4 separate regions of the Mus musculus genome follow, and all the other regions are linked to region 2. A link is a contact called in public Hi-C, HiChIP or PLAC-seq and promoter capture Hi-C data. All regions are on one chromosome and are shown on one strand. Each heading gives the region's core, a stretch centred on a gene start, on an enhancer-like site or on the middle of the called end of the contact. The rest is flanking DNA. Distances are from core to core; before and after follow the strand shown. Region 1 overlaps Ntrk2 (neurotrophic tyrosine kinase, receptor, type 2). Region 2 holds the start of Ntrk2 (neurotrophic tyrosine kinase, receptor, type 2). Region 3 overlaps Gm34672 (a long non-coding RNA gene). Region 4 has its middle 12 kb from the start of Gm34558.

Region 1 (2,999 bases), core at 5-2,504, 310 kb after region 2:
AGAACACTTGATTCTCTCCCTGAGATTCTTTCGGTCATGGTGCTTTACCACAGCAATAGAAGCCTTGACTGAGATGCCGCTCCATCTGGATTATTTCTATAGCAATACTTCACACCAGAATTTGTCACCAAACCACCACAACACAGTAACTTTAGCACAGAGAACGCTGCGGGTATATACCTCTGCAGCTTTTCTTACCTTTCCTCAGAACCCTATCCCATCCCTGTGGCTTGTCACCATGAGAATGTCCTGTACTAAATATCATTTGGTCTCATGGGTTGGTCACCACAAATGCTCATGAAGGAGAAAAGTGGTTTAGGAACATTGAACATTTAAAGATGGAGCTTAACACTATATGGAATCTAAGTGCACATATGTGCAATCCCCACAGTTGGCCAGCAGGTGGCATCAGATCCCCTGGAACTGGAGTGACAGATGGTTGTGAGCTTCCATGTGAGCACTGGGAACCAATCCTGGGTCCCATGGAAAGTGGTAAATCCTCTTAATCATTGAGCCATCTCTCCAGCCCTTAATTTCATTTTGCCTAAAGAATTCTTGTGTCTCGATCCAAAAGAAATTTCCTGCCATCACTGTGACTGCAGCCGCACACTCTAATGGGAGAAGATGTATTACTTTCCCTCAAAGTCAAATGCAAACCAAGAAGAAAGCCGTAACAACTCAAACCAAGAACTCTAGGCCCTTTAGACGATGAACAGTGCACAAGCCGATGGCACAGAGCTCAGCCCTAAACTATGGGTTACTTGAGGTCATGGGAACTCTAGGCAGCTATTGTGCCTTGTCCCATCTTGTTAGGAGATTCCAGGGTCTTCCCACTCTCCCTTAGCTACGCTGAGGAAACTTGGGCAGAGCCTGGCCTACCACCTGCACTATGAATGATCTGATCCCAATCTAAAATGGCAGCAGCGTCAATTGGGCCAGTGGGATCAGCGGTGTCAGCCGGTCAAACATCCACTTGGGCCATGATAATCTTACAAGAGGCCACAGACTTAGATGCTGAGTCATAATGGCCCACCTCCTAGTCCTCATATCTGCTCAGTTCCTCTGAACCACAGTGGCCTCTGAAGGGAGGCGCTGCTGAGGCGAGATACTGGACTCCGTGTGTTGTGTGGAAAAAGTCCTCGGTGAAATCGGTGTTCTGATTCGGCTCACCGGCACATCTAGCGTCTGAGTGTCAGAGGGCAGCAGTGTGTGGCATTCTTCAATCCGTACGACAGCCTGCCTCACTCTGGCAGGACAGAGATGACGTAACGGTGTAAAGGGCACTTGGAAAACACTATCGTTAACAGGAAGTTTGCAGACATCCTCTCTGGCTAATGCTACAGTATTTGGCCTTGGAGTCACTAAGCTTATGACCAGATTGCTTCTATAAATATGAAGAAGTAAACATGAATATTCAAGGTTTTAAATATCAGCAGTTTCGGGGTTGGTTATAATCAGTTTTGGAAGTGCAAGAGATGGTAGGGTGGCCAGACAGGCATCAGAACTTCTCCTGGATGACCCGGGGCTGCTTCACTGAGGAGTTAAAAACAAGGGCTGGATTTCCCTCCTGGCAGTATGCCCCCATTCAATACCAGCCCTGTGGGAGCCCTAGCTCATGCTTCCCGACAGAACCCTCATCCTTCTGGATGTGGTCACAGCCCACAGTCCAACCACAAGGCTCCCCAGGTTGTTCTTCCAGGGGGAAAACCTTGCTTGGCTCTGCTGTGTTTAATCCTCTCACACAGATGCGGTTGTCCATAGCGAGCAACTGAGGCCCAACCGCTGCTTAAAGTTTGCAGCTTTTATTAATTTTTTAAGGAACAGATCGAGGCAGATTGCCCGAGCAAAGCAGTCATGTGTGTGCATGATGTGGAGGTCCAGGAGCCCTTTCAATATTTAATGCAACCAAAAGCCTCTGGCAGCCGATCATCTCTTAATGGGGCTTGCCCTTTGGCCATCTTCTTTCTGAGGGAGTCAACTGTCTGGCTTCCAAACAAGTTGTCACTCACTTAGTGAGTAACTACCACAAGCTACAAGTGGCCCCCCAGGCATCATTGGTCTTTGTTGGTCGAGTTTAGAAGGTCCCAGGTCTTCAAACACGTGTGGTTTCAGAGTGAGCCAGACACTGGCATGGGTTCTGTTCTTGCCTCCCTGTGAGCCTCCACTCAACACAGAATGAAATCCGTCAGGGAACTGGATGGTAGGGCTGAGAATTTCTATGTGAAAAGACAAGAGACAAGCTGGGGGCAACTAAGCACTGTCCTGGTAGTTGAACTGCATTCATACCAGAGGGGTCTTAGGAGAGGTGCCAAGCATCAGAATTGGTTCTGGACTGACCTGACTGACAGCTAGCATTCCTGAGAACAGTGGCTGCAGAGAGGAGAAAGGTGAGTGTGAACCAAGAGGGCGGCACTGCACTTTGGGAGAAGCCAACTGACTGGAACAGCTAATGGCTTCACTTCTTCCATCTCCCAGCGTGTCTGGGGAATGGGCTGTGCATGCCTCACTCGCTGTTGCCAAGGATAAAGATGGTGTGTGTGCATGCGTGTGTGAGTGCGTGCATGTGTGTGTGCGCTAGTGTATGTGTGTGTGCAAGGCAAACAAGAATGGAAAAAAAAAGCCTAGGCTGTCAGCGTGAAGGGGAGACATGGAACAATGCTTTTGGTCACTAGTTTACACTTATATTTGACCAGAAACTTCTTTAATTTCACCAAATCTTCGTCTCCTAATGGAGAAAAGGAACTTGTTGAGTCACACAGAACGTCTCACGGTTTACAATGACTAATGACTACAGACTGTATCCTGTGAATTTCTTAGGCGAGAAGTAAATTTTGGAGACTGGAGAGATGGCTGAACTGTTGAGAGCATTGGTTGCTCTTGCAAAGGACTTGGGTGTGGTTCCCAGTACCCAAAGGGCAGCTCACAACCATCTGTAAATCCAGACCTGGGGAATCTGACGCCCTCTTCTGGCTTCCACGGGTACTGCATGCACATAGTAA
Region 2 (2,870 bases), core at 322-2,821:
GTGTTTTAAATGTGTAAGGATTATATTTCTATCCCTGGTGCATGACATCTATGTGAAAATCTTGCTAGATTGATTTTATTTCTTAGTGATGTTTAAGGCTGTGCGAAGACCCAAACATTTCCCCTGACATCATCCTTCTCATTTCTGGCCTTTTGCGGGCAGTTGGATGACTATTCTTATGTCTTAAATTGGACTCCAGCGCATTGTCTTGTGGTGCGTGGAGGACTTCAGAGGCAGGAGATTGTAGGGATCTGGTGAGAGGCGCACTGCCTGGGTAGCAATGTGCACACAGCGCGGCGGTTGCGCATCTGGAGCTGCAGTGCGCCGGTAGCGCAGTTCCTAATGCGGTGGTAGCAATGGCCCGAGGTACCGGAGCGTGCTGGGTTTCTTCTCCCCACGCGGGGGCACCAGAGCCCTCGAAAGTGTCAGGCACTGCGGCGCATCTACCAGATTCCCTTTTAAATGACTGCGGATGTGCGGGCGGTCGCAGCTACAAATGGTGAGAGGAGGCTCAGATCAGGCTCGCGAATGGCCCGCAGCGACCATTTAACTGCACCCGCACGTTTGTCACTCGACCCTCCGGAATCATCTCACGTGTCCCCACTGAGACTCTAGGGCGCTGCCGGAGCCCGGCCTCTCGGTAGCTGGAAGCACATCCTGCCTCGGGCAGCGCGGGTGCAGGGTACACGTTGGCGCACATGCACGCGCGCACACGAACACGCGCAAGGTACGGCAGGGCAGGGGACAGGGGCTTGGGTGCTCCGCGTGCGGGTGGGTGTCGCGGGGAGTGAAGCTGTGATCCTCAAATGGCTGCATCCTGCCAGGTTAAGGAATAAGAGAAGATGATGCGGAGCCATCCATTCCACAGGCCAGGGTCGGTGCAAAGCATTTAGGGAACCCACAGCGCGGCCGGCGCGCTCCCTTCCCACGCAGGGCTCTCTCTGTGGCGCAAACGGCAGGAGAAAGATCCATCAGAGCTACACTTGTGTCTGCAGGCTGTCTACACTTCTCTCTTGGCAGAAACCCCATCAGGAGAGCTTTGGAACCATCCACCCCTAAATAGGTAGTCCGGAACCCGGCAATGGTCCTTGGTTACTAACGTACAGCGCTATATATTTATTTTTGTACGGGGTGTAGCTTGTCTTCCCTATATTTTGGAAATAGCTTGCTTTCCCCTATGAGCATGGTGAGAAAGAAGAACGCGGCGGGGAGGGAGAGGGAAAGGAAAAGGAAAAGGGAGGATTCCTACAATACGAATCAGAGCATTTTTTTCAGAGCCTAACCAAACAGGGCTTCCATTTAAAAAAGGGGGAGCTAGTCTGTACTGCGATGTGGAAGAGATGTAAGAATTAGGGACCAAGGAAGCATCGCTGCATTTTAGATGTACCGGGGTCTAAAGGGGGCACACACACGCACACGCGCACACATGCACACCCGCACAGCTACCCCGCCAAGGTGTGTGCGTGCGCGCGAGTGTGAACTCCCACATGCTGCTGTCTGCGCCTGGCCGCTGGCACCAAGCCTCCTCCTCCCCGCTCGCCCCCAGATTCCCTCCCCTCCGCCTTGCTTTTGTCTGGAGGGTGCTATGCTATGCGTGTGTGCGTGTGTGTGCGCGCGCGCGTGTGTGAGCGTGTGTGTTTTTGGATTTCATACTAATTTTCTGGAGTTTCTGCCCCTGCTCTGCGTCAGCCCTCACGTCACTTCGCCAGCAGTAGCAGAGGCGGCGGCGGCGGCGGCCGCCGGTTAGAGCCCAGTCGCTGCTTCAGCTGCTGTTGCTGCTTCTGCAGCGCTCTGCTCCCTGCGCTTGCTACGGGAGGCCGGGGAAGCCGCGCGGACAGTCCTCGGTGGCCTGGGCCGGCACTGTCCTGCTACCGCAGTTGCTCCCCAGGTGGGATGTGCCGCGCCACCTGCCCACCTCCCCTCTCCCCCCGCGCCCAGCGGCCGGGGAGGATTCTGCAGCATCATTGGGGCCCCAGCGCTGCCGCAGCCTCTTTGGAGGGTCCTTGGCTTGGCCTATGCCATGGAATCTGCTCTCAAAGACCCGTTACCGACTTCTCATGCCTCGGCCTCAGGCTTGAAGGGAGGGCGGGCACACGGGGGGGGGGCACTAAGGGGCAAGTTGATGGCGGGGCGGGAGCTGGGCACTCAGACATTCATTCTCCAGGCTTGGGGTTCAGGGTGAGGAGAGCGCGGAGGGACTGTGTCCCAGTTGGTGGTGTGTGGGGTCTATTAGTCTCATCCATGTCTGTTTGTCCTCAGCCCTGAGGTGCGCACCGATATCGATATTCGTGCCGGTTTAGCGGTTCTGCGACCCAAAGAGTCCAGGGAGATCCACCGAGTGGTGCCTGGCGTATAGGACTATGCAGCCGCCTTGTGGCTCGGAGCAGCGGCCCGCGATGTCCCAGCCACTGTGAACCATTTGGTCAGCGCCAACCTGCTCAGCCCCAGCACCGACAGGCTCAGCCTCTGGTACGCTCCACTCCGCGGGAGGCCACCAGCACCAAGCAGCAAGAGGGCGCAGGGAAGGCCTCCCCCCTCCGGCGGGGGACGCCTGGCTCAGCGTAGGGACACGCACTCCGACTGACTGGCACTGGCAGCTCGGGATGTCGCCCTGGCTGAAGTGGCATGGACCCGCCATGGCGCGGCTCTGGGGCTTATGCCTGCTGGTCTTGGGCTTCTGGAGGGCCTCTCTCGCCTGCCCGACGTCCTGCAAATGCAGTTCCGCTAGGATTTGGTGTACTGAGCCTTCTCCAGGCATCGTGGCATTCCCGAGGTTGGAACCTAACAGCGTTGACCCGGAGAACATCACGGAAATGTGAGTTCCTTTTACTTTTTCTCCTGTCCCCACCTCAGGAATCAGGCAGGTGTAT
Region 3 (3,052 bases), core at 508-3,007, 440 kb after region 2:
ACACAGATACATACACACATGCACACACACACACACACGAGAAATAAACAAATCTTAAAAACAGAAGAATGCTTTCAGTGCAGCCTTAAAATCTAAATAAAGATTATAGAACATTTCTCTTTCAACTTCCACATGTAATTTTTATCCCACTGAAAAGACCAGAATCTACATCACAATCACCATGGGAAAAAGGAGAAGGGTTGATGGGTGCCTTTGTCTGCTTTCTGTTACTGTAGCAAGTATCTGAGCTAATCAGCTTACAAAGAAAACCAGTTGATTTCAGTTCCCAGGCTTGGAGAGTTGGGTCTACATTTATCCTGCACTCTCAGTTTATACCCAGGCACAAGGAAGGAAGGTGTGGCCTCCAGGAAGCACCGATTCTGCGGTAAATTTCCCAGTGTGAACTGGGTGAACTGGGTGAACGTGGGGGCTGGGGGCGGGGGGGGGGCCTCCATTGTCCTTTCCTCCCGCCTTGGCTGGAGAACTGGAGCCCTTGTGTACTTTGCCTCTAACTCTAACAGGCTTGAAATCTTAATAACATGAAAAGAAGACATTGACTCTTATTTTAACATTTAAAATCCTGGAAGGCGACATGTAGTGTGACAGACACCATTATGGCTCCCCTGCCTCCTCTTCTCCTGATCCTCTGACCCTTCCTCTTCCTCTGTCTTCTCTCTCCTAGATTATTTTCCTCGCTAATGTCTCCTGTGTCCACCCTACCCTTCCTCTTTGCCTAATATTCGCCTCTCATGATCTGATTTCAGGATTTTTTTTAGAACTTATCCACACTCGGATACTTTTAATTATTCCAAAAGCAGCAAGTGTGGATTGTAAAATACCAAGTGAAAGTAAGAAAATATGAACACTATATATTATTTCTTATTGAAAACACTTTAGACAATATATTCTGTTCACAGTTCCCTTATTTCCTTAATTCTTTCATTTCCCTCTTCTTCAATGAGCCTTGGCAAGGACCAGAAGGAGAGCTGTAAACTGAACATCACATGGGATGGTTACTTACACAGAGCCCAGTTACCCAAAATCCCATCATGGACCTGGGAGGGGCTTAGGAGGTCCCACTCCTAGATGAGGAGCTATCAGAAGTTTCTGGAAGGAAGAGGTATGGGGGGGCATTATTGTAGTGTGTCCTTACTTCAGTGGATATCTATACAGCAAAGTATATAAAGGCTGAATTAACTGGACTTAGTGGGTTATAAGCCAGAGAGAGAGCGAGACAGAGACTGAGACAGAGACAGAGACAGAGAAAGACAGAGAGAATATGAGAACATGAAATTGAAAGGAAGATGTGGAGTTGGGGAGTGGAGTTGGAGGGGTGTCTGGGAGTGGGGTATGATCGAAACACAGTATACACATGAATGAGCTTCTCAAAGAATAAGGACAAAAGAGGAGAAGAAGAATGTAGGGGTAGATATTATATTTCTCCATAAGCATGTATAAGATCCTCAGAGTGAAAAAAATTTAAAAAGAAAGAGAAAGGTTAAAAGAGAGAAAGGAAGAAAAGAAGAAGAGAGTGGGGGAGGGGAGAGAGAGGGAGAGAAGCAGAGGGCACTGTTTCCTCCCTGGAGATTTGTTTGTGAAACCCAGCACCAAGGGTGAAGGAGACATGTCTTCAACGGGAGAATGACGAGCCCAGAGGCTACCACATGCTATGGAGAGACACTGTCACACAGCAACTTTTGGTCAAAGATGCAGCAAGACCCAAATATCCTCTGTGTCCTAAATTCTGCCACAGTTGCCATGGCAACACCACCCTGCCTCCAGCCCCGTGGAAGACAGTGAAATGCAGAGGCTGTTTTCCCATCTCAGGAGAGGAGGAAGACGGCAGGAGAGAAGCACTGCTCTGCACCTGCTACAGGCAGGAACCTGAGAGGTTTGCGACTTCGGAAGGGTAATTCCTATCTAGTGGAAAGAACTAGCCTGGTGTAGATTCAGTTTTCCATTCAGTTTAAGAGACAATACTCTGGTGTATAGTAGGAAGAAATAAGTCTCTGAAAACATCGGCTGCTGTCCCCTGTCTCATCCTGAGAAGGCAGTCAGTACCCTGGGCACATGTTCAGGTATCATGAAAATGTACATGGTGGTGTGAGTGTGTGAGCTGGTGGCTCTGATCATCTCTGGGCCTCCTTCCCATGTTGGGTCTTCCTCGAAGACCTGAGCAGCAGTGTGCACACAGCACCAGGGACAGTGAGCTCGGCCAGGCACCGACTGTTGACCTTCGGAAGGTCGCCCACTCACCTTTGCATCCATTTGCACATTGATTAAGTGGAGATGCTGATGAACACAGTGTGTTGACAAAAACTGAGTCAGGTGCTCCACACGAACATCTCCAACAGACCCTGAAATATCACGGGTGTTTAATAAATAAAGATTTAACCCTTTCCTTGGTGTCCCTAGAGTGGACTCCATTGTTGGTTAGGGCAGAGGTTCGCAGGATGACAAATAATATATCAGAAGCCAAATTACAAAGCTTGCATGTTGAAATAAAGACCCTTGTGTTTGCAGTTCACAAGGATCACATTATGTCCCCCACTGAGTGACTGAGCCTACATGGCCTGCTCTTCCCTAAAAATAACCCCAGCAGCCACCAGAGCTCATCCTCTTGTGGTTGGACAATAAAATAAAGCTCCCTTGACCTGCCTTATGATACTTACCATTTAGACACCCAGTTCAACATAAGGAACCATTAACTCCTTTTAGAAACCAAGTTTCTGAGTTTCGGCTTCAGGGAGAACTCCCTGCTGCCTGCCACCCACTAGGCTGCCCTGGACCTTTGTGAACAGGGGCGGTATAGGGGAAAGAGTATACACTGGTTTTGATTCACCAACATCGACCTTCTTGAGTTTTCTGGCTGGGAAACTGTCTTTTCCTGGGTGTTTTGCATCTGTGGGACTCTCCCACCTCCCAGTCCCCAGACTGACTGCCCGGTCTCCTCTCTCCACTGCCTGCCTGGTCTCCTCTCTCCACTGCCTGCCTGGTCTCCTCTCTCCACTGCCTGCCTGGTCTCCTCTCTCCACTGCCTGCCTGGTCTCCT
Region 4 (3,273 bases), core at 509-3,008, 420 kb after region 2:
CTCGTCCTTCTGTGACTGCACTAAATAAAGCCTCGTGTGTGTTAACTTTATATTAACGGGAAATTCATGTGTTTTCCCCCTTATAAAATTATCCTTTAAAGTTTCTCAAAATGCACTGTGTCTACACAAATCCAATACAAGCCTGTGGATTTCCACACCAGTTCTTAATTCTGACAAAACCCTCACTAACATGTGGTTTTAAATTAAAAGCCATCTACGTGCCATAAAATCCACATCCTAACTCGATGCTGAGAAGCAAACCCAGGATCTTGTGCTTATGAGAGTCCTCTGTCCCTGAGCAACTCCCCAAGTCCTGAAAACTCACAATCTTAATAATTCACTTAACATTTGTTTGTTTGTTTGTTTGTTTGTTTGTTTGTGACTCTCCAGGTTATGCAACCATCACTAACATTCAACTTTAGATTACAATAAATACCATGTCCTTTGGAGGCCACTCCCCAGCCCCATACGCGCCTCTCATAATCAGCTCTTACACTTTTTTTGTAATGTATTTTTCTGTCCTGAATATTGAAATGAAGTAGAATCTCTTCCTTAGCTCTCTGTGTGTGGCTTTTATAATTGAGCATAATGTTCTCACATTTCAACCTCTCCTCGCTTCTGTCAATGAGGGATGGACAGACAACATGAATCTATTCACCAGCCTGACCACGGATGTCCTAATTGTCAGTGCTTGCAAACAATGTTGTGAACATTCGCATACAGCTTTTCCTATGGATATCTATCTTCAGTTCCCTTGTGCGCAGAAGCAGGAGCACTGTGGCTGTGCACTGTAGTAACTGTTTAAGCTCTGAAGGATGCACCAGGCTGTTAGCATCTGCCCCCGCCAGCGATCTCGCCACAGTTTCCTAAAGGAGAGTTTATCTTACAAATGAAGAAAAGTAAACCCCTGTGGAAGTAGAGCCATAAAGAGCTTTATCTATTCCGAGTCACACACCGAAGGGTCCTGGGAACAATATTATCCTTGCCCAGAGATGTTGAGCTCTTAGGCTTGGCCGAAAGAGCACTCTTTCATCCTTACGTCTGAAGTTAGCGGGTTTCGGAATTTGCTTTTCTTTCTTGTCTTGTCTGACTCCATGGAACACAGCCTCTTCATATCTGAGCTGGGTCTGACTTTGAATCCTGACCTGGTTCATCACAAGGACAAAACTTGGTGAGCACTCTTGGCCCCAGGCAAACATACCCCCTCCTGCAGCTGACCTGATTGGCTACTGGTATCCTTTCTAAAAGTGCCGGAAGGCTTAAGTATCTCACTCAGATAATGTGGTCTTTGAGCCAGCACAGAGCGTCAGCCCAGGCCAGGTGCTGAGGAAGCAGGAAGAAGGAAGTAAAATAAGAAACTCTGTGGCCTGTGCCCAGATAGTTCTCCAGGCAACTTGCCAAGGGCAAGTGTCACAGCTGACAAGGGTACCTGTGGGAGTGACTGGAGAGAAATGCATGATGGCTTGGTCAGGGTTTTACTTCTTGGCTCCGTCTTCCAGGGCTTAAGCAATCAGTGAGTTGAGTAATGGGGCCTGTGGACTTCTCACACCACCCCGTGGGACTCTTGTGTTTTGAGCATGTTTCAGCCAGCCTGTGGGGGACAGTCATCTCGCTTGTCCCTTGGAGGCTGGCTTTGGTGTGGTTTCACGCCAAGCCTCTCAACTGTGCCTTTTAAAGTTTCATCACCTCCAACCAGCTGCTCCTCCCTGTCTGTGGTTTACCGTCCGGCAGCCTGTGAGGAGATTAATAATCTCACGGCTAATGAGATCAGGATTCTAACAGAAGCAGAAGCAGGCAGCCCACTCTGAGTAGGCATGGAGAGCGTTCTCTGGTAGGCTGGGTCTGTCAAGTTCTGGAAGTCTAAGAGCTGCCTCCTCTGTGTCTCTCAGGGATAGCAACGACCTGAGAGTCGAAGTTCTAACTACTCTTAGCCCAGTACTAACAAAGCTCTGGTTCTGATACCAGATCAGCCTTTGGGCTTGTTGTTTTCCCTAAAAGAAATGAATTTGTTCAGAAGTGTGTGTGTGTGTGTGTGTGTGTGTGTGTGTGTGTGTGTGTGTGTGTGTGCGCTTAAACCTGGGTCTCCTTAGCCCCAGCTGGGCCCTCAATCTACCTACCCTCCAGTTCACATATAAAACTTAACTGCTAATGTGAAGCAGTGGGTCCAGCATTCTTAGGGTGTGGTGGGGACTTAAAGTAAAGCGTTCCTTGTTGGCCTCAGAGCCTGCCTACCAGGGCTTTGAGGAAGGAGCTTACCCCTCCCACCTTCTTTTGCCCTCTGCCTTTCACCATGTGAGAGTACAGTCAGTCAAGAATGCCCTCCTTGATGCCATGTGCCAGCACCTTGTCTTTAGCAACTCTGCCTTTAGAGCTGTGGGAAATACAGTTTTGTCACTTAACATATTGCTCCATCTGTGACCATGTGTCACAGCCAGACCAGGCCTATACTATTTCAGTATCCATCAGATGTGTCCCACATGCACTCATAGATGTGTCACCATCCATCTCTGGGTGAAGCCCTACAGGCCTACAGACAAACCCCGCCCTCTCGTTCTGCACCGCTGGACTCTCCTGCAGCAGCTTCTTCTGGGCTTGGGAACTGCTGTTCGCAGCCACGGGGCTTTGTTTGCTTGTTGTTTTGTTTTCTTGGATTTTTGTTTGTTTTGATTTTTTAAAAGATTGATTGATTGATTGATTGATTTACTATATGTAAGTACACTGTAGCTGTCTTCAGACATCCCAGAAGAGGGCATCAGATCTCATTTCGGATGGTTGTGAGCCAGCATGTGGTTGCTGGGATTTGAACTCAAGACCTTCAGAAGAGCATTCAGAGCTCTTAACCACTGAGCCATCTCTCCAGCCCTTGATTTTTTTTTTTTTATTCTTAGATAAAAACTGTCCTGTTATACTTCCCATGCTGGCCTCAAATCCACGTTGCCACATCTGCTTCATACATTCTTACTAGGAAAGGAAAGGCAGCAGTCAGCGACCCCCGTATGTGCCTGTGTGTGTGCGGTTTATCTCTTAATTGTGTGAGGTGGGGCTGGAGAGATGGCTGGGAGGTTAAGAGCGCTCACTGCTCTTGTAGAACTCCTTGGTCCAGTCCACATGGTAACTAACTCTCTGTAACTCCAGCTCCTGCAGGTCTGATGCCCCCTCTGACATGCTCGGGCTCTTGCACAGACATGGTGCACATGTATACACCCTGGCACACATGCATGCACGTAAAATACAATGAATAAGTATCTTAAAAATAGTTACAATTGTGAAGTG

Evidence for each region. Promoter capture Hi-C pulls out the DNA fragments that hold promoters and counts their contacts. Hi-C and Micro-C count contacts between places; a contact is called where the count stands out from the background. HiChIP or PLAC-seq counts read pairs in DNA pulled down with a chosen protein or histone mark.
Region 1: a contact with region 2 is called in a promoter capture Hi-C map of liver, with 7 times the contacts expected there. The contact joins the enhancer-like site here to the promoter of Ntrk2 in region 2. A contact is called at or near these places in 17 of 39 promoter capture datasets (the 3T3-L1 cell line, cranial neural crest, embryonic stem cells and 6 more), 1 of 15 datasets of contacts at CTCF or cohesin (embryonic stem cells), 5 of 484 Hi-C or Micro-C datasets (all in embryonic stem cells), 16 of 115 datasets of contacts at active chromatin or transcription factors (SST interneurons, embryonic basal ganglia, embryonic forebrain and 7 more) and 3 of 9 other capture datasets (adipose tissue, embryonic stem cells and liver).
Region 3: a contact with region 2 is called in an H3K4me3 HiChIP or PLAC-seq map of forebrain, with 6 times the contacts expected there. The contact joins the enhancer-like site here to the promoter of Ntrk2 in region 2. A contact is called at or near these places in 9 of 39 promoter capture datasets (the 3T3-L1 cell line, 3T3-L1-derived adipocytes, cranial neural crest and 4 more), 1 of 484 Hi-C or Micro-C datasets (cerebral cortex), 13 of 115 datasets of contacts at active chromatin or transcription factors (SST interneurons, astrocytes, craniofacial prominence and 9 more) and 3 of 9 other capture datasets (adipose tissue, embryonic stem cells and macrophages).
Region 4: a contact with region 2 is called in a Hi-C map of neural progenitor cells, with 1.6 times the contacts expected there. The contact joins the enhancer-like site here to the promoter of Ntrk2 in region 2. A contact is called at or near these places in 9 of 39 promoter capture datasets (the HPC-7 cell line, cranial neural crest, embryonic stem cells and 5 more), 2 of 15 datasets of contacts at CTCF or cohesin (embryonic stem cells and stem cell-derived epiblast-like cells), 27 of 484 Hi-C or Micro-C datasets (cerebral cortex, embryonic somatosensory cortex, embryonic stem cells and 7 more), 14 of 115 datasets of contacts at active chromatin or transcription factors (embryonic basal ganglia, embryonic forebrain, embryonic hindbrain and 6 more) and 4 of 9 other capture datasets (adipose tissue, embryonic stem cells, liver and 1 more).

What each region holds. Positions count from the first base shown.
Region 1 is chr13:59,114,482-59,117,480 of GRCm38.p6, forward strand. The region is part of intron 16 of Ntrk2 (neurotrophic tyrosine kinase, receptor, type 2); the gene reads left to right. Among named protein-coding and RNA genes, the nearest start is that of Gm34307, 30 kb to the right of the region's middle. Within about 2 kb of position 1,255, at least 2 of the 459 cell types and tissues checked have an H3K27ac peak or open chromatin away from gene starts, as enhancers often do. A contact at or near this core is called in liver, where this site is marked.
Region 2 is chr13:58,806,126-58,808,995 of GRCm38.p6, forward strand. Ntrk2 (neurotrophic tyrosine kinase, receptor, type 2) reads left to right here and starts at 1,572. Exons shown (of 18, transcript NM_001025074.2): 1 at 1,572-1,888; 2 at 2,260-2,815. The coding sequence starts at 2,604.
Region 3 is chr13:59,249,699-59,252,750 of GRCm38.p6, forward strand. Gm34672 (a long non-coding RNA gene) reads right to left here. Exons shown (of 4, transcript XR_382532.3): 2 at 2,257-2,357. Among named protein-coding and RNA genes, the nearest start is that of Gm34672, 4.4 kb to the right of the region's middle. Within about 2 kb of position 1,758, at least 42 of the 459 cell types and tissues checked have an H3K27ac peak or open chromatin away from gene starts, as enhancers often do. A contact at or near this core is called in SST interneurons, cerebral cortex, forebrain and 2 more, where this site is marked.
Region 4 is chr13:59,226,918-59,230,190 of GRCm38.p6, forward strand. No RefSeq gene overlaps it. Among named protein-coding and RNA genes, the nearest start is that of Gm34558, 12 kb to the left of the region's middle. Within about 2 kb of position 1,759, at least 92 of the 459 cell types and tissues checked have an H3K27ac peak or open chromatin away from gene starts, as enhancers often do. A contact at or near this core is called in adipose tissue, myocytes, neural progenitor cells and 1 more, where this site is marked.